5 separate regions of the Mus musculus genome follow, and regions 2, 3, 4 and 5 are each linked to region 1. A link is a contact called in public HiChIP or PLAC-seq and promoter capture Hi-C data. All regions are on one chromosome and are shown on one strand. The core of a region is the stretch at or near the end of the contact, and the rest is flanking DNA. Distances in the headings are between cores, read along the strand shown. Region 1 holds the start of Igfbp2 (insulin-like growth factor binding protein 2). Region 2 holds the start of C530043A13Rik (a long non-coding RNA gene). Region 3 overlaps 6030407O03Rik (RIKEN cDNA 6030407O03 gene). Region 4 overlaps 6030407O03Rik (RIKEN cDNA 6030407O03 gene). Region 5 overlaps 6030407O03Rik (RIKEN cDNA 6030407O03 gene).

Region 1 (3,442 bases), core at 862-3,361:
AAAATCCAGAGTGACATTCTTCCCATGAACTCACCCCATTGTCCCCTGGCTTCCCTGACAACCCCCCTCACCCCACCCCCATCCCCGCAGCCAGTAAGGAAAAGTGACCCAGGGAACCTGCCACATCTGTTGCCTGCAGAAGACTCCAACCTATTTAAGAGTTTTGAGAAGCAGAAAGACTGAATTTCACAGGCTTAGAATGAAAGCAACGAAGGGTGGGGAGGAAAAAATAAATAAAACTCTGAGAGGAAAATAAAACTCTGAGAGGAAAGTACACCAGATTTAGTAAAACAGTCAATATCCGGAGGATTCTGCAAGGCCTGCTGAAGAAAATTCCTCTGGGGCTCCAGAGGTAATAAGGGAGGAAGGGGCCTGAGAAGCGGAATTCTTTTCCTTTATTATTACCTAGAAACAGGAGCAAGGATCAAACCCAAGGCTGAGAGAGAAGAAACCCTGGGACTCCCCTCTGAGGAAGCTCCACCTTGCTCTGTAGTCAAGGTCAAAAATGCCTCAAGAACTACAAGACTTCAAACTTGACCTCTGACTCCATTGGGAAAGGGACAGTGGCTGAGCCAGGGAAAGAGAGGGGCGCACAAAGAAATCGAAAAACAGGGAAGATATTTGTTCTCTCTCTCTCTCCTATCTCTCTCTCTCTCTCTCTCTCTCTCTCTCTCTCTCTCTCTCCTATCTCTCCAGGCTACCCCCAGTCTAAGAAACATAGTAAAAGCCTCCTTTTAAACATTAGCTAAAATTCAGCGCTGTCCCCAAGACAATTGCAGCTTTCTCCAAACCGTGAAGAAAAAAAAGTGAACTCCTCGCAGTCAGCTTGTGTCCCTTAACTTTTTTTTTCTTTTGAGAAAGAAGGGCTCCTTAACAAAGAACCCCACCTTCCCCATCCCGTGAGACAGAAAAAGTTCCCTAGATTTAGGAGGAGGTACGGTGTGACACACACCCGCGTTAAGAGCTGTAGCTCCCCTGGCTTTCAAGCGGCTCCAGCATTCTGACCGGAGGCCCAGACGCACAGCCAGGGTGCCGGAACGCAGCTGGCCAACCGGCTTAAGTTACACAGATGGAGCCCGCTCCATTCTCCACGTGCATCCTTACCCTTCTCCTCACCTCCCAACGCCAGAAGGAAGGAGCTTCTCCATTCGATCTTTTCTCACCCGAGGTCTGCAGTGTCACCTGTGCGCGGCAGCCAGCAGCACGCCCACCGCTAAACATTCGACCGGTGGTCACTGACTCAAGTTTTGTTTCAAATGAGTTTCAAGTTCCTACAGGCTCTTCAACCCCCACCTCCACCCCCTCAGCCCCTAGATCAGACCACCTTCCTCCCCGCTAAGTCCCGTTAAGGAAGACCCTGGTGGCAAGGTATCTTTCCTCTCCTCCTTTACCCCATCAAATCCCGCTTGCTCCACCCGCAGCCTCCCTCCCGGGTTTGTCTTTCGGGTTCCCGCTCTCAAGAGTCTCCCTGGATCTGATTAAGGTCTAAGCTCTTTCTCCTCTACATCAGTCCCAGGGTCCCGTCGGACTCTCTTTTCCCACGTGAGAGTCACCAGCCAGGAGAACCCGCTGAGCTACGAGAGAGTTTCTCCCAAGCCCAAAACTAGTGCTCACAGTCCGCATTACCTGCAACCTGCTGTGGGGTGGTGCCCACGCGTCTCTTTTCACAGGTACCCGCGCCTGTGACAAGCGCCTTCAGGGGCAGCTCGGAGCCCGGGTTGGGATAGCAGCGTAGCGTCTGGGCGCAGCGCGGGATGTAGACGCCGCATGCTTCGCCCTCCTGCCGTGCGCACACGGAGCAGCAGCCGCAGCCGGGCTCTCGCACCAGCTCGGCGCAGGGCGCGTCGGGTGGGGGCCCGCAAGCGGCCAGACGCTCGGGCGTGCAGGGTGGGCAGCGGAACAGCACCTCGGCGCGCACCCCGGGGCCGCAGCCGCCCGCGCCCAAGAGCAGCAGCAAGAGCAACGACGGCAGGAGCAGCGGCAGCGCGGGGCCGCCCAATCTCGGCAGCATGTTGGCTTGTGGGCAACGGTAGTGCAGCGAGCTAGCGGGCAGGTGGCACGGCCCAGACGAATGCGGGAGACGCCTCCTTGCCTTCTTTCTCCTCCCCCGCCTCTGCCGGGTCCTAAAAAGCCTGCTTCTCCCCGCCCCCCTGCCTTCTCCCCTCCCCCTTATGGAGACCACTCCCTTCCCCCCCCCCCCGCACCGCCCCCCCCCGCACCGCCCCCCCCCGCACTCTTGCGTGAGGGCACGTGCTTGTGCACACGCCCACTCGCCCACCCTACGTTCCTAGGGGATTCAAGCGGACCCCTCTGTTCTTCCCTGGTTAGGACTTTGCTCCCTTCAGCCTGGGTTTGTCCGCTCCGGGAGAGTAAGAATAACTTGCAAGCGTGGGTAGAATCGGCGTGGAGTGGGAAAGAGCCTGTGCTTTTGTCTCCTGTCTTTTAGTTTAGTTCGATTTGGAAGGACTTAGTTTGCTCACTTCCCACGTGGCCGGCTGTGAACTGACTGCCGGGGAAACACAAAAGCAGTCTTGACCTTAAAGATTTCGGAGCTCACACCGACTCCCCACAGCCCTCGTGTTGCTAGGAACAATGACCTTGAGTGAGTCCCGCGGACGCTCAGTCCTTCTAGACCAGGCTCGTCCCAGACAGCACCTCCTAGCAACAACTTCAGTTTCCCAGCCCAGAGCTCACCGCTGCAAGTAATGAAACCTGGTGTGTTTCCTGGTGCCTCACAAACCTCTGCCCCACAAGCCCTCTAATCCCCTAGAGACCCGGGTCACCATCCACAAACGCTGCCTTATTCGCCCACCTTTACACACACTCTCCCCGCCTCCCCCCCCCCAGACGTCTGAAGACACACCCACTGAAGGGTCTTGAAAAGGTCAGATTAGACACCCACCCCCCTCCCCAGGTATTAGAGAAAGCCCTAGCGCTAGGCTGATTAGAGCTCGCTCAGGTTTTCAAATAGAAAAGAGTGGCTGCCTCCTTTGTTCCAATTGAATCACCCAGCCTAGCTGCCCCCAACCTCCATCACTCCAGCCTGGCAGGACCTTAGTTATTGACTCATTTGCCAGGGTTGTGACCTTAACAACGAGTGAGGCGTCTCCATTCCCCCACAAGATTCTCCAAGCCATCCTTTCTAATTTCTGGGCTCAGGGCCTATCTCAATTCAGCGGCTTTTTGTTCATATGTCTGTTTGAGTTTTATGCCTCCTAGAAGACAAAGTTCTAATCTTAAGAAACTAGGAGAGGAAGAGTTATGGAGGAGAGTTTGAACTTCTGTAGGAACCTCTGTGGAAGATGACTATCCGAATGAAAAAGAAGGGGGACGGGTGTGAGACTAAAGCTTGGTAATTGCGTAGAGGGAAATGGAGGGTTATCGATGGCGCATTCTCAACACCCGGACCAGCAGAAATGATGAAAAAAAATTGAAGAGTGAT
Region 2 (3,664 bases), core at 496-2,995, 710 kb before region 1:
TGGGATCTCAGCCTCATTTTAGGGACTGAGCAGGGCAATACGGGGCAAGAGTTCTGGAGATGTTTCTACCTCATTCGGGCCAGGGGAGAGTTATGTTCCAAAGTGTGGGTAAGCTAGCATGGCCTCCTGGTCTCTGCATCCTGAAAGAGTGGCTTCCCTTGGCTCTACGTGCCCTGCTGTAGGCTGTCCCCAACTCCTTTGCCACCCGCAGCTTCCCCAGTTCATTTTCACTCTGTTTCTCACGCACCTGCATGCTCTGCTCTCCATTCTCCTGAATAATTCCTTTCTGCAAGGCTTCAGTCACTCTGAGAGCTTTGATAGTCACTATGTATTGTTTGGAGCCCTTTTCCTAAGGAACGGGCCTAATTACTCACTGGACACTATAACTGAATTTTCCTCTGAAATGAGACGTGGAGTCTCTTAACTGTTGACCTCTTCCCTTCCCAGTGTCATTTTAACAAACGACATTAAATTATACCCAGGCTTGATGACTCCCATTTAATAGGCACTAAATCTCGTAAATAATCCATGCCCAATAATACAGTGGACTGTGTGCTCCATTTGCTAAGCTCCTTCGCCCTGCCAGCGGTTTTAATCAGGGCTCAGAGGCACTATGTGCCCATGCTGTGGTGGATACATCCATTCCCCTCAAAGTGCTGCTTCTTTGTCTAAAACAGGGAGGTCTTGAACTATATGAATTCCTTCGATTCTGATCTATATCTCTATATAATATAGGCACACACACACAAACACACACACACACACACACACACACACACGATTTTAAAGATCACAGTCCCAAAGGGGGGACATATAAAGGTCCCCCTTATCCAATAGGCCAAAAGAGTTTTGCTTGGACTGTAACACAGCCCTCAGACCCAAACCTATGGCTAGCATATAATTCCCTGGACATTCCTGAGGGAGACAGGCCCTGCCCTTTGTTTTTGCCACCACAGCAGGGAAGGGTGCTAGCTGCCTGGGGGCGTGGCTCAACAGAGTGGGCCATTATTTTCCACAGTTGCCCTGCTTGTTCTACTGCTGCAGGGGCTGGTGCACAGATGGACACTCTCGGGTGTTTATTCCCTCTGAAAATTAACTAGAGGGCCAACAGTAACTCCTGTCCCTGTTCTGTCCTCACGACTGTCTGTCCCAGCAGACAGGGCAAGGAATTTAGTGAGGTTGCTCCTCAGGCCCCAGGGTTCCCTAAAGACCAAGGCCTCTTTAGTCCTTGATTTAGGAGCTTCATTGTAGGCCACCAAGGACAGCAATGAGATGCTAGGAGCTGATGGACTGAACATGTCCCTGAACTAGCATTGCCCTAAGTGTGAGTTGTTGCTGCTCTTAAGAGACAGCTGGGAGCCATACTCCTTATCTACTGAAATCATCCCTTGCCTCACATGGCACTGAAGTGGGGAGTTTGTATTTGATACTTCTAACCTTTTGTGTGTGTTTCTTTTATTGAGTGTCCCAATCCCATTGTCTTAGACTGAGAAGAGAGAGAGAGAGAGAGAGAGAGAGAGAGAGAGAGAGAGAGAGAGAGATCCAGTTGTACACATGACGATGCTCACTGACATTTCTGGTAAGAAGTTGGCAAAGACTCTTCAAGAGATGTTAAGATATCTACATGCTTTCTAACACAATCCAATCAGAATAGGAATTTGAAATTATCTCTACCCTCATCAGTCTGGCTGTGCCTTTTTATAGATATGGAAAGCCAGGCTTTCTGCAAATTAGCAATGTATTTTGGTCTCCTAATCCCATGCACTTTCCATTACTGTCAGCTTCCTAATTGCATGCGGATTTCCTTATTCTCTAGAGCCAAGGAACATCAACATTCAGCTAAAGATGCTGCTAAATTCTGAATAAATACAACAAGTCAGCAAGGAATCATGTGGGACCTTTTATTCCTAATTTCAGATGACGGCTTGCATTAAACTCTGGCTCCTGGCCACTGCAGTACATTGTGACCTTGAGGCACTGTGGGCACACTAGACATTGCCACCACCCAAAGCCTCATGCTGATCCTTGAGAAGAGAGGTGAGACTTTGTTGTTGCCATTGTTTGTTTATTTTCCATGTGGAACAAGGAAAGACTTTCCTAAGTTTTGTTTTGGTTAGTAGAGTTTGTTGTAGTCTGAAAAGCAGAAACTTCTTAGTGGGGGGACTGTGAAGGCTCCCATTTCCTCAGCTATTATCACATGGTGACTTAACAGTGAATTGTAACTATATTAATATTAAAAATTAAATCATTAGAATTCTGTTAAGCTAAAGTTTTGGGCAATGTGTTAGGTTTGGATCCATTGTAACTGGTTTCCATGGCTGAGTGTGCTCCCATGACTCTTCCCCCAACTCACATTCATCTGATCAGGAAACCAGGCAGTCACTGAGCCAACTTATCCAGAAACTCTTCTGGATATAGAGTAGTGAGTGTGAAAAATGTATAATCTCCTGTTGTCCTAGATCTTAAGTCAAAAGATGGGCAAGTAGAGATAATGATAGTAATGCTATAGAGAAAACACAAATTGAATGAGGCAGGAGAGAGTACCAGACAAGAGAATGTGTTTGTGCAAAGTGTGTTGTCAGGCTCTAAACTGGGCTTCCTAAGAGTTTGTTTTAACCGTGTCTTTGAAAAGTAGGTACTCAACTTTGTCTCCTGGAGAGTGGTGGCTGGGTTTAGTGACTTCTACAAAAAGGTAGAGGAAGGGTGATACTCACCTCTGGGAGCTAGCAGAGTAAAGGCACCATCTTTTACCTCTTTTCTTGGGGTTGTTTGCAGTAGGGCAAGTTAGCTATTCTGTTGTGAGGATACACAAGCAATTTATAAAGAGGCTCATGTGGCAATAATGGGGAACTCTTGCCAACCCCATGGAATGGAGCCATCCAGGAAACAGACACCCAGGTCCAGTCCAACTGTCAGATGCCTGAAGCTTTTGCCAACACCTTGAGCTTACCACAGTGGAATGAGGACCTGGACTGGGCCACCCAGGTAAGCTGACGCCAGGTCCCAGGGCTAAATAAAACTGAGACAATACACATTATTATTTCTGTTTGTTTAAAGCCACAGGTTTTCAGGATATGGTGTTCAATAGCAATAAATAACATATATGTCTGTGCAAAAGATACTAGTTAGCTGTTTAGAAATTGCCATGATGGGGTGCCCCACAGAGGAAATGTGAGGGATGTATCTTGGCTCATAATTTCAGATCTTATAGTTCATCATGGTGGTGAAGAGATGAGAAAGCAGCACCATGTGACAAGAGCCTGTGTCAGGACTCCTCATGTGGCGGCAGTCTAGGAAGCAGAGCGAGCAGCTGGAACCGGAAGCAGGTCAACCTTCAAATTCTGCCCGTGGGGCCCACCTCTACCAGGGAGGCCACTCACCTTAGAAGTTCCACAGCCTTTGAAAAACAGCTTTGAGCAAGGGTTCAAACACATGAACCTTTGGATCACATTTCACCTTGGAATCCTGGCAGAGAAGTTATATTTGGACAGTGGTTGTTAGGCAGAAACAAAGTAAAAAGTGGGAAGAGAGTTCGAAGTGGGAGAGAGGCGGCAAGATTACTGTGGGTGAAAACATGCTTGAACACTGGAGGCTTCCCAAGACCCATGCATTCGATGTAAACCAGCCTTTCCAAGGACAGCTAGCACCACACGCCCTGGGAAAC
Region 3 (3,159 bases), core at 642-3,141, 960 kb before region 1:
CATGTCAAAGGAAGAAGCAGGGGAGCCAATAACATCCTCAAATTGGATACAACCCAGATTTCCATCAACAGGAGATCAGAGAAACAGGCTATTGTATACTAATAAAAACATAAGGTTACTTATCAATAAAATCCACTGAAACAAACAACTCAGGCAGTGTCTGAGCGAAAGATGCATGTCAAAGGAATTCTTGTTAGATGATGCTAGTCACATGGGGCTTGAAAGCAGACACAATTAATCTTTAATGATAAATAGTAGAAGTATGGTTATGTCAGAAGACAGGGCATACTATTGACAGGAAAGGAACATATGTGTGGATTGTCCCAGTTAGCTATTTTTTGTGATAAATTATCTCTAAAATCAGCAACAAAACCAAAATCTAGCTCGTTCAGTCCCTCAGTTTTGTGGAACTTGATTGATTTTTTTCATTTTCCATGTGGAGCTGATGGAGAGTCTGGTCCTGAGGGTCCAAGATGGCTTTCCTCAGGTCTAAGCTCTTGGTAGGCCGTGCTAAAATGCTGGACTGGAGAACCTACATGTAGCCTTCGAAATACGGAGACCTCAGTGGTAAGTAAGACTGAGCAACTTATATGCCCTGAGTGTTGCATAGACTCAGGCAGAAATTGCACAGCCTTTGCTAGCCTAGCCTTAGCATCACCCCAGCTGCAATCTGGCAGTCAAGGAGGCCAGTCTGCTGAGATTCATGGAGAGAGTGGACCCCCAACCCTCCATAGGACTGCCCGAGACTTCACAGCTACAGTGGACTTTCTGCAGCTGTTATAAATACTCTGTTTTGATTTCAGTGGGGCGTGCATGAGCACATGGCAACTGACAGTTGAGTTGATTTTGCAAAAGCCAATTAATAAGTCCCCTCCCCCAATTCTAATAGTCATATTAGCAGATTTGGTGGCACACGCCTTTAATCCCAGCACTTGGGAGGCAGAGGCAGTGGATTTCTGAGTTTGAGGCCAGCCTGGTCTACAGAGTAAGTTCCAGGACAGCCAGGACTACACAGAGAAACCCTGTCTTAAACAAACAAACAAACAAACAAACAAACAACAAACAAACAAACAAACATTGGTAACAGGAGGAAGGTACGTATCTTGGAAATCAGCAAGTACTACAAGTCAGATTTTTTTGGAGGGGGAGGGGGTGAGGGTGGCACAGTGTCAAGGCCAATGTTTTTTTTACACATCACATCACAAACTCCCCCAAGACAGAGCCTGACAGTCTATACGTAATTGTAGGCATAACCTTTTGGCTTCATGTTTCAGAAATATATACTACTATTTTTTGCAGTGTGTGGGATTGGTTCCAGGTCCCTTCACATACTAGGCAAGTACTCAACTACTGAGCTACATACCCAGTGCTTGGCTTGTGGAGACAGGGTCTCATTATGTAGCCCAGGCTAGCCTTGACTCATGATTCTAGAGCGTATTGAGGACTGGAATTGGAGGTATGCATGAGAAATGTGTTTGATCTAGCTAAATTATTTTTTGTATGTAAATTTAATTTGCTCGAATTTTACTCTCTGAAAAATTTCTGAAGTGTTTTGGAGTTTGAACCAGATTTGGTTTACCTCCCACCTTTCTCCTTTCTGTTTTTCATTTTTTATAAACACTGGGATTTAGTTAGTGTAGTTTCCGGCAGCTACAGCTTTCCCTTTTAGCTTTGTTACTGGACCCTCTTCCTAAGTGAACTGTGCTTTCATCCCCACTCAGGCTGGGGGATCACACAGGCCTTCACCAAGGCCTCAGCCTATTGTTGTTCCTCACGATCCATCTTTCATGGCTTTTTTTTTTCTTTTTCAGCATTCCTAGGCCACTGGGGCTCAGCTAGCTTTGAGTACCAGGTGCTGCTGTATTGAAGTCTTGCAAACAGTCTGCCCTTTGTTGGCTCCCCAGTGTCACCAGCCAGCATGCAATACAATGGCCTTTACTAAAAATAAAGCAATGTGGACTTTCTAGAAACTGTCTGGGACTCCATCAATCAATAGAAAGGCTGGGGGAGCCTGCAGACACTGTGCTGGCTTGGAGGAGGGACCTCTGGGAACACTGCAGGGTCCCCGGGTTATTTCTTTTAGGAGTTGAGTGCAGGGTATGCTCCCGATTTTCTGGTTTTTCTGGCTCCGTGGATGGATTTATCTCATCTGTGTCCCTCTTAGGCCCTCCCTGTTTCTAAGTGCACACTGATATTGAAAGTATGCAGGCCAGCTAATCAAGGGATCAACTAGTCACCCTGGCTGTCTGACTTTGTCCTTTCGTGACATTTATTGAGAGTTTTGAGTTCTGCGTGCTCCACCAAGTGCTCCAGCAGCATTGTCTCATTTCAGTATGACAACGTCTCACATGAGGAAGCTGAGCCTCAGAGAGAGATTAAGTAACATGTTTCATGCTCACATAACAATTAAAATGTGTGAGTCAGAATTTGAACTCGGGATTGCCTGTTTTCAGGCCGTATAATCTCCTAACCTCTTTGCTATGCTTTTCTGGCTCTCTGCGGGATATCACAGCTTAGACATCAGTGAATAATACCTGTCTTTGTGCCAGACTCAGGGCTAGGAGTCCAGGGATAAGCGGGACACATTTCTGCCTTTGAAGAGCTTTCAACTGAGTGGATAGAGCAGACAGTCTTACACACAAATGATTCTAGTTGAGGCATCACCAAGAGTTGGAAAGATGATGTGGGGTGGAGACTGCCCTGGCCCTTGTCTGTCTTTGGAGATGGAAAGAGTGTGTAAAGGGTGGGGGTATTTGGAACCCCCTTCTCACCCTGAATGCAGACTTTCTATTTACTTGAATGTAGAGTCAGCCAATAAGCCTCCTTTTCTTCAAGGTACCGTTCAGTTCATGATCTCCTGAGAGAATGAATCAACACTGGTGAAATGTTCTAGATATTTCTCCATCCAAAGGCTATATGTCCATTTAACTGGAAGAAAAATGATTAGAATACTTGCCCTAAGGGCAGGAGTAGGAGTAGGGTCTCCATCAGGAAGTTAGGGGTGCCAACAAGGGTTTCAGAACCATGGGGGTACCAACAAGGATTTCAGATCCATAGGGGTGCCATCAGGATGTGAGAGAAGAGCCTTTAGGGAACTCAAGAGGCTGGACTGAAGATCCAGAATCCTCTGGTCACTACCCAGTGTTGGAACCTCAGTGG
Region 4 (3,502 bases), core at 458-2,957, 920 kb before region 1:
TAAGGAGGAACTTAGAAAAAGGAACAGAAAACTAGCAAGGTGGGGGCCCCAACAAAGAGTACTGCAAAATGGCCATGGGCTAGTGAGTGGCCTAGATTTGTGCTTTACAAAGACAGGGAGTCTTTTACCAGGTGGACGTTCATCATCTGGGTTGTGTACCCGAGAGTCTACTTCACCGCCTCTCAAACTTTCTAATGCTGAGACCCTTTGAAACAGTTCCTCAGGCTGTGATGACCCTAACCATATGATTATTTCATGACTACTTCATACCTATAATTTTGCTACTGCTATGAATTATAATGTAAATACCTGGTATGCTGGATATAGGAAATGCAACCCCAAAGAGGGTCATGACCCACGGGCTGAGACCCTCTGGTCTACTAGACTTTTTAGGCACACCAACCATCCCAACCAGAGGAGCCCTGTGCAGGGATGGGGCTAGCAGTTAACATTCAGGCAGAAAGTTAAACCAGAAAGCATTTGGTCCAAGCTGGTGGGAGCCGCACAGAACCGGCAGGTGAAGTCATGACAGATATGAGAAATACTAGTAAAAGACCTGAGAAAATACTTGAGAGGTGACAGACATCTTCTCAACAGCTTCCTTTCCTTAAAATTCCTGCTTAGGGAACTGGGATGACATCTCTCCAGCCCCTAAGCCTTAGAGCCACCTTCCCTCCTGCATCAAATCCAAGTAAGGACAGTTGACTCCATTTTTTCTTTCTTTAATATGCCACATGAAGAAATATCTCCTGTATTGCCACTACTTCACACCCAACCCTTACAGACTCTTATTTGGGTTCTAAAGCTTGCTTTTGGACTGGTCTCTGTGCCTTTAGCCTCGTGTACTTCCTAGTACAACCGGCCTATAGTGCACATCTGACTATGCAGTGGGCCTTGCTTGAAATCCACCCACAGCACTGAAGTGCATTCTTCTAGCTCCTCCCACCAGCACATAGCCCCTCCCACCAGCACATAACCCCTCCCACCAGCACATAGCCCCTCCCACCAGCACATAGTCCCATTATCTTTTGCAACATCCCTACTGAGATGCTTTGCTCCTCTTGGGAAAGTCAATGTGCTCTTTCAATCTTTGATGCCTTTGGTCATTCTACACCCTATGCTTGGAATGTCTTCCCTTTTCTCTGTCTCCATCACCATCCTAACTTTACCAGGTTGAACATCTACTCTTTTAAGACTGTTTGTGGGTCACTGTTTCCTCTGATGTTCTTTTGAGCCTTCCAGATGAAGGGTCATCTGTACTATCTTTACTAGACTTCCCACATCTTTCGGTCTGTGTTGTAGTGAACTTTACTCACAGCCAACCTGCCTTCCTCAATTTGATCCTCCACAGCAAGATGCCTATCCTGGTCAAGTCTTTGTCATGGCTCAGCCCGACACAAAGCCGGTGCTCAATAAAAGGGTTGCAGAGAAGGTTGAGAGGGGCTGTGGAGGACCCCCTACCTTAGACCCTGCAGGAATCTAGGAAAGGGTCACATTTCATTACATCTGTATTGTGTTAAGGACACACCTGGCTCTCAATGAAGTATTTCAGGCAGGGGTCCAGGTCCTGCTCTGAAGCCCCCTTCCACTTGCAGACGGAAGCTTCTGACTCAGGCAGAAGTTGAGTTCTTGAGGTCTAGCCAGGGAGGTTAAGTGCTAGCCTGTCTCCTACCTCTAGGCTCTGAGAATTTGTTCCCTAATCTCTGCTTACAGAGCTGGAGTCTGTGTGAAAGAGGCCTTTGTTTGCTATGGGGATGGCTTGGGGTTAATCTCCCCTTGGATGCATTTTAATTCACTTTAATGACCCTGCCTCCTGTCAGGCTTTTCTTCTGGGGTTGGGGAGTTGCTGAAGAGATTAGAAAGAGTGAACCTGAGTCCTGAATCTAACCTTCTTCTGAGGGTGGGTGCTGGTACAAGGAAAAAGAGTTTTCTGCATAAATATATTAGGAAGCTGGGGGTGGGGTGGATAGAGGGGAGAGCAGGGAAATGCTGTTCCTAATTGTGTGCAGGTACTGCCAAGTTGCTTATACTTACCTGGTACCAACCCCACTCACCAGCCTGCTGCAGCCCTCTCTCTCCCGTGGGAGCCAGCCAGCCAAGGCAGACAACACAGAATGATGTCATCCTCAGGACATCCTCAGTCCTTTCTCTTCTCTCTCTCTCTCTCTCTCTCTCTCTCTCTCTCTCTCTCTCTCTCTCTCCTCCCCCTCCCTCCCTCCTTTTCTTCTAGCTTTGTATAAACACAGCTGTTTGTGAGGAATGCTGGCTTGGGAAAACATAAACCGTCTGCATTAATGACCTTTCTTCCCCGCCTTCCACTGAACGTGGGAGACTGGAATGCTCAGGCTCTGCAGACCCTTTGTCCTTGTCTGCAAGGCCAGGCTGTTCAGCTTTCTGCCCAGGCTTGAGGTTTCCAGATACAGTGACCGTGCAAAGTATGTTGGGCCAGACAAGCCTACTGACATTCTAGCTGCAGGTGACACCTCAGGCCATCTAGGGAAGATTCCCAAGGGACACAGAGATAGTAGGCGAGTTACAGGGTAGAGGCTGGAGGTGCTCAGTAGATGCAGATATTCCTTGCATGACTGGTGCAGCCTACATTGCCACCAGCTTCTGGGAGAGGGAGTAGAGGGTTTTGTGTACTCCTCCATGGCAGTTGCAGAAGGGGGTTAAGGTCACCTCCATTGCCACCACCCCCCTTGCCAACATAGTGTGTATATAGTCACTATTTGAGACCAAAATGTCTCCATTCTCTTGAGGAGATGTATCATGGGCAGCTAACAGGAAGAAGGGAGCTGAACTGGTGTCATTTGGCTTCTTTTGGGATCCAGTGATTGTGACCATTTGTAGATATGACCTCTCTGGGTTTGGAGGTAAGGATATTTTTTGATACCTTCTACCAAATAGTGTCTTGACTGAGCATATGCTTGCTTTGGCTCCCTTCTGGGTCTACTGATATTCTGATGGTACACACTCTCATGCAAGGTTTGTGACCACAGCTGTGGAGAAATAACAAGGACTCTTCAGGTCTCCCTTGCTGAGGGTAGGCAGCCTGCCCTGGTGCCCCACACAACTGTCATTGTAGGATGACTGTGATTCTTGTGTGTTGAGTTAAAAATGGTTCAGGGACCAAAGACAAACCTTCTTCCACTTCCCCAGAGTGAGTTGAAATCACAAGGCATGAAAATAGCTAATGGTTATCTCTGTTGACTACAGCTTGCTAAGGCACATATGCAGGTCTGTGTGCTTCTGCCTACTGGCTACCTACTGGCTACCTGCCGTGGTGTGTTGGGCAGCGTAGGAGGTGCTTTGCATTTGTTTCAGTTTTAGCCTCACAGTATCCACCTCTTATCAATTTGTTATTTTATAAATAATGATGAAAACCCAAGATAAAGGTAGCTTATGACTCACTAACTGATGACTTAGCGAAGAGCCAAGAGTCACACCAGCTCAAATGTGAATGTCCGTACAGGGAGTTCAGGAGAGAAGTGGGGAGGGATGA
Region 5 (3,318 bases), core at 764-3,263, 1.0 Mb before region 1:
ATCTGCTCTCTGTGGCATCCTTGAGCAGTGCCCAGAATTTCCAGGGAGCGTCCAGTATTGTCAGCTTACCGGCAGCCTTGTTTATGTGGGAAGGTAAGGGCAAAGGCTGGCCACCCCTTCTGTCTCCTGAGAGGCATCATCTAACAGTGATGACACAGAGGGTATGAGTTTGGAGTTAGAGGGCAGGGAGTCAAGTTCTGGCTTTCCTTCTGCTCATTCAACCTTGGGAAGGAAAAATGATAACATCAGCCCAAGAAGTGTGCAGGGAGAATTTAAAGAGTGTATGTGTCTGACATGCGTAAAGGAAGAAAAGGAGAAGTTTAGAGAATACTTCTAATGTAACTCTGCTTTGCACATGGGCTCAGGAGCCCGTTGTTCTTAAGGTTGGCAGTGGACTGTATGTCAAAACTAACAAATATTATGTGGTAATTTCATACCTAGGAATATGACCTAAAGAAATGACCAAGCAAATTCACGTATTTGTGAATGTACAATAGGGATCTTTATCAGAGTATTGTTGGTAATACTAAACATTGGGACACGACAATATTTCACAATCATGGTTTTCTAAACAGTTGACCATCCATATGAGGGTATAGTGTCTAACCATATAAGACAATAACTGATATTAGATTTTACTGATCCAACTGAGAAGAAAAATAATTTCAAAATATGTGACTCCATATTTATGGCATTTGATGTTAATGAACACCTTATGGGGGGATTTTTGGGGAGCTTTTGCATTTATTTGAATTTCGATGTTTTACTACAGTAAGTAGATAGATATTGCTTCTTTTATACCTTTATATACTTATTTTACAAGTATTTTCATTTGTGTGTGTTTGTGTGTATGTGTGTGTGTAGGTTGTAAGTGTGGATGTGTAGACTATGGTGCACATGTGGAGACTAGAGGAGTACTTATCCTGGGGATTAAATGCAAGCCATTAGGAAGTGAGGGGTGGGGGGAGCAACAATTTATCTGCTGGGCCACCTTCCTGGCTCATCTGTGTCTTAAATAGAACCCAAAGAACCATTCTGAAAGTTAGATTTAAAAGTACCCAGAGAGCTTGGTGTGGTGGCCCGCGCCTGAAATCTCAGTGCTCAGAGAAACTGAGGAGAGAGTATTCACGGCATGAGTTTTAGGCTATCCTGGACTATAGTGAGTTCTAGGTTAGCCTAGGGTACAGAGTAAGAGTAGGTCTCAAAATTCTAAATAAAGTGAATTAAACTGCACCCATGTGAGTTATTCATCACCATCTCAGTCTCTCTGTTCCTGTCTTTAAATGCAGCTTCCCCCTAAGTTTCTCCTGTCATAAAAGTAAATCAAATGACGGCTCCAAGCCATGTGGTTGATTAACGCTGAACTGCAGAGAAGGCCAGCCATATTTAATTTCTACTATTTTGTTGATAGCGTCTCTACTTCTTATGGGTTGAAAGAAAGCTTCAGAGGATTCTCAGTCCTGTTTTCTATTTGTGTGACTGTCCTTCCCAGCTGCAGTGCTGGAGAGGAAATGAATCTTGAAACCCCATCAGGGAGACAGCTGTATGCGTCTGTTTGTCTGGCTGGAAGAAGTCACTCTTGGAAACCACCTCGGGGGCAGGAGCGCTCTTTCTGGCCCCTGGCTCCCTCCCAACCCTGCCACCGCATCTGCCTTCCCTGGCTGCCTCTGAGCTCCATCCTGGGAGGGCTTTGGGGTTGAGTTTTGGTGCACCTGTAGTTCTCTTTCCCAATGTGGGGGTTAATGTGTCCACGAGAAACGGCACAGCCTGGAGCACTGAGAAAGACTTGTCTCCTGAGATCCAGCGTTTTCTGGCCAGCCCAGAAAGGCTCGTCCTGGAGGTGGGGAGGCACAAGGCCAAGGATGGGGCATTTTGGTTTGGCTCTCAGTTAGGCATGTTTACTAGAGCAGCAGAGTCAAGTTGTGAAAAACAGGAAGATACACTGGTGTGGAGTTTCCAGGCTGAGAGGTGGATGGAGGTGCTGAGGCACCATGTGAATCCACTCTCTGGGTACTCATTAAAATTCTAGGCTTTGCTCAGGCCTTGGCTGTGTACAGAGGCCAGGAGCAGGATGGAGCTGCAGGCTGAGAAGTTAGGGTAAAGAGATTGAAGGCTTAAGGCATGAGCAGGGCAGCATGAAATAAAGAAGCAAAAGGTGGGGTGAGAAGGACCTGGCTGTGCCTCAGTTCTCCAGAGATGATTGACTAAGTTCCAGGGAAAGGCTGCTGCCACTGGGCAGGGAGAACTTCTACGTCAGGATCCCTGTGTTGAAGAGAACAGAAAGACACCATGAAGAAACATGTCTCGGAGAGCCATGAGATTTATGTTCAGTATCTAGTGGGATTTTCACTCTCATAATTTTGACAAAGCGAAGATTACCTCCTGACAGCGTGGATTGCTTGTGGCCCCACAGAGAGGCGGGGGGATTAAGAAAAACAAGAGCTGGAGATAGTAGTCTCCATGAAGCCTGTTTGTCACCCTCATCTCTGTTTTGCCAGAATTTATCAACGTGTGAGTCAACTGGGGAGCTCTTAGGGTCAGACTCCGTTCTTCTGGACTCTTGGAGCACAAGTGGCCATCGACTTACATGTGACTGTCAGCAGCTCACAGAAGGTGGCTTTGAGTCTCCTCAGTGCTGACAGAAAGGATCAGGAATGGTATAAGACTCACCCTGCCATGAGAGGTCTTTCAGAATCCAGGTCTAACGGGATGCAGGTGCTGACACTCATTCCCAGGTCAGGGACCAGCACCAGGAGCTGACAGCTCCTTGGACTCATGCTTGGATTCTCTTCCTTTCACAGAGAGATTATTCATCCCTCCTGTTGATTCTGTGAACTACCTTTCGTTACATTTATTTCTCTTTTAAAGCCAAATAAACATGATGGCGCTTTATTCATTTCTACTGTTTGCAATCAAGAGCCTCTAAAGAGCTCAATGTTTTTACTGCACAAAGTTGCAACCAAGAATATATTTAATTCCTTTCTTTCCCTTCCTTCTAGAGATCTTGTTACTGGAGGCTCTGAATATTCTTTGTCCCAACTATTAGTAGGCTTTATAAGAGTTTTGCATTATGAACAACATCCTTTTCCTAAAGTTAAAAAAACGAAGTGCCTTCCCACAAAGACCCATGCGTTGCAGGCTGAGTCTCTGAGCAGTGTTCAGAGGTGGGGCTTGGGGGTGGATACTGAGGACTATAGCTTTTTGAATAGACTTAATCACTGAAGGATCTATGATTTGCTGGTGTTGTTGGGAGGGGTTGGCATATCGGGTGTGGGGGTTGGTTGGAGGAAGTAGGTAACAAGAGTTGTCCCTTGAAAG

Evidence for each region. Promoter capture Hi-C pulls out the DNA fragments that hold promoters and counts their contacts. HiChIP or PLAC-seq counts read pairs in DNA pulled down with a chosen protein or histone mark.
Region 2: a contact with region 1 is called in a promoter capture Hi-C map of liver, with 5 times the contacts expected there. The contact joins the promoter of C530043A13Rik here to the promoter of Igfbp2 in region 1. A contact is called at or near these places in 8 of 39 promoter capture datasets (the 3T3-L1 cell line, the HPC-7 cell line, cranial neural crest and 3 more) and 1 of 9 other capture datasets (adipose tissue).
Region 3: an H3K4me3 HiChIP or PLAC-seq map of stem cell-derived neural progenitor cells shows a contact between it and region 1, with 5 times the contacts expected there. The contact joins the enhancer-like site here to the promoter of Igfbp2 in region 1. A contact is called at or near these places in 4 of 39 promoter capture datasets (cranial neural crest, embryonic stem cells, frontonasal cranial neural crest and 1 more), 2 of 115 datasets of contacts at active chromatin or transcription factors (embryonic hindbrain and stem cell-derived neural progenitor cells) and 3 of 9 other capture datasets (adipose tissue, liver and pancreatic islet).
Region 4: a promoter capture Hi-C map of cranial neural crest shows a contact between it and region 1. The contact joins the enhancer-like site here to the promoter of Igfbp2 in region 1. A contact is called at or near these places in 5 of 39 promoter capture datasets (the C10 cell line, cranial neural crest, frontonasal cranial neural crest and 2 more) and 2 of 115 datasets of contacts at active chromatin or transcription factors (embryonic midbrain and extraembryonic endoderm stem cells).
Region 5: a contact with region 1 is called in an H3K4me3 HiChIP or PLAC-seq map of neural progenitor cells, with 12 read pairs. The contact joins the enhancer-like site here to the promoter of Igfbp2 in region 1. A contact is called at or near these places in 13 of 39 promoter capture datasets (the C10 cell line, the HPC-7 cell line, the SN4741 cell line and 8 more), 8 of 115 datasets of contacts at active chromatin or transcription factors (embryonic basal ganglia, embryonic forebrain, embryonic hindbrain and 5 more) and 2 of 9 other capture datasets (adipose tissue and macrophages).

What each region holds. Positions count from the first base shown.
Region 1 is chr1:72,823,149-72,826,590 of GRCm38.p6, reverse strand. It overlaps Igfbp2 (insulin-like growth factor binding protein 2), which reads right to left and starts at 2,111. Exons shown (of 4, transcript NM_008342.3): 1 at 1,627-2,111. The coding sequence starts at 2,011.
Region 2 is chr1:73,528,046-73,531,709 of GRCm38.p6, reverse strand. C530043A13Rik (a long non-coding RNA gene) reads left to right here and starts at 1,745. Exons shown (of 4, transcript XR_373514.2): 1 at 1,745-2,037.
Region 3 is chr1:73,786,578-73,789,736 of GRCm38.p6, reverse strand. The region is part of intron 6 of 6030407O03Rik (RIKEN cDNA 6030407O03 gene); the gene reads left to right. All of the region lies in intron 5 of Gm29183 (a long non-coding RNA gene), which reads left to right. Among named protein-coding and RNA genes, the nearest start is that of Gm29183, 39 kb to the left of the region's middle. Within about 2 kb of position 1,891, at least 16 of the 459 cell types and tissues checked have an H3K27ac peak or open chromatin away from gene starts, as enhancers often do. A contact at or near this core is called in neural stem cells and stem cell-derived neural progenitor cells, where this site is marked.
Region 4 is chr1:73,742,971-73,746,472 of GRCm38.p6, reverse strand. All of the region lies in intron 6 of 6030407O03Rik (RIKEN cDNA 6030407O03 gene), which reads left to right. Among named protein-coding and RNA genes, the nearest start is that of Gm29183, 82 kb to the left of the region's middle. Within about 2 kb of position 1,707, at least 77 of the 459 cell types and tissues checked have an H3K27ac peak or open chromatin away from gene starts, as enhancers often do.
Region 5 is chr1:73,819,171-73,822,488 of GRCm38.p6, reverse strand. The region is part of intron 6 of 6030407O03Rik (RIKEN cDNA 6030407O03 gene); the gene reads left to right. It overlaps Gm29183 (a long non-coding RNA gene), which reads left to right. Exons shown (of 6, transcript XR_001778996.1): 3 at 1-93. Among named protein-coding and RNA genes, the nearest start is that of Gm29183, 6.3 kb to the left of the region's middle. Within about 2 kb of position 2,013, at least 10 of the 459 cell types and tissues checked have an H3K27ac peak or open chromatin away from gene starts, as enhancers often do. A contact at or near this core is called in neural progenitor cells, where this site is marked.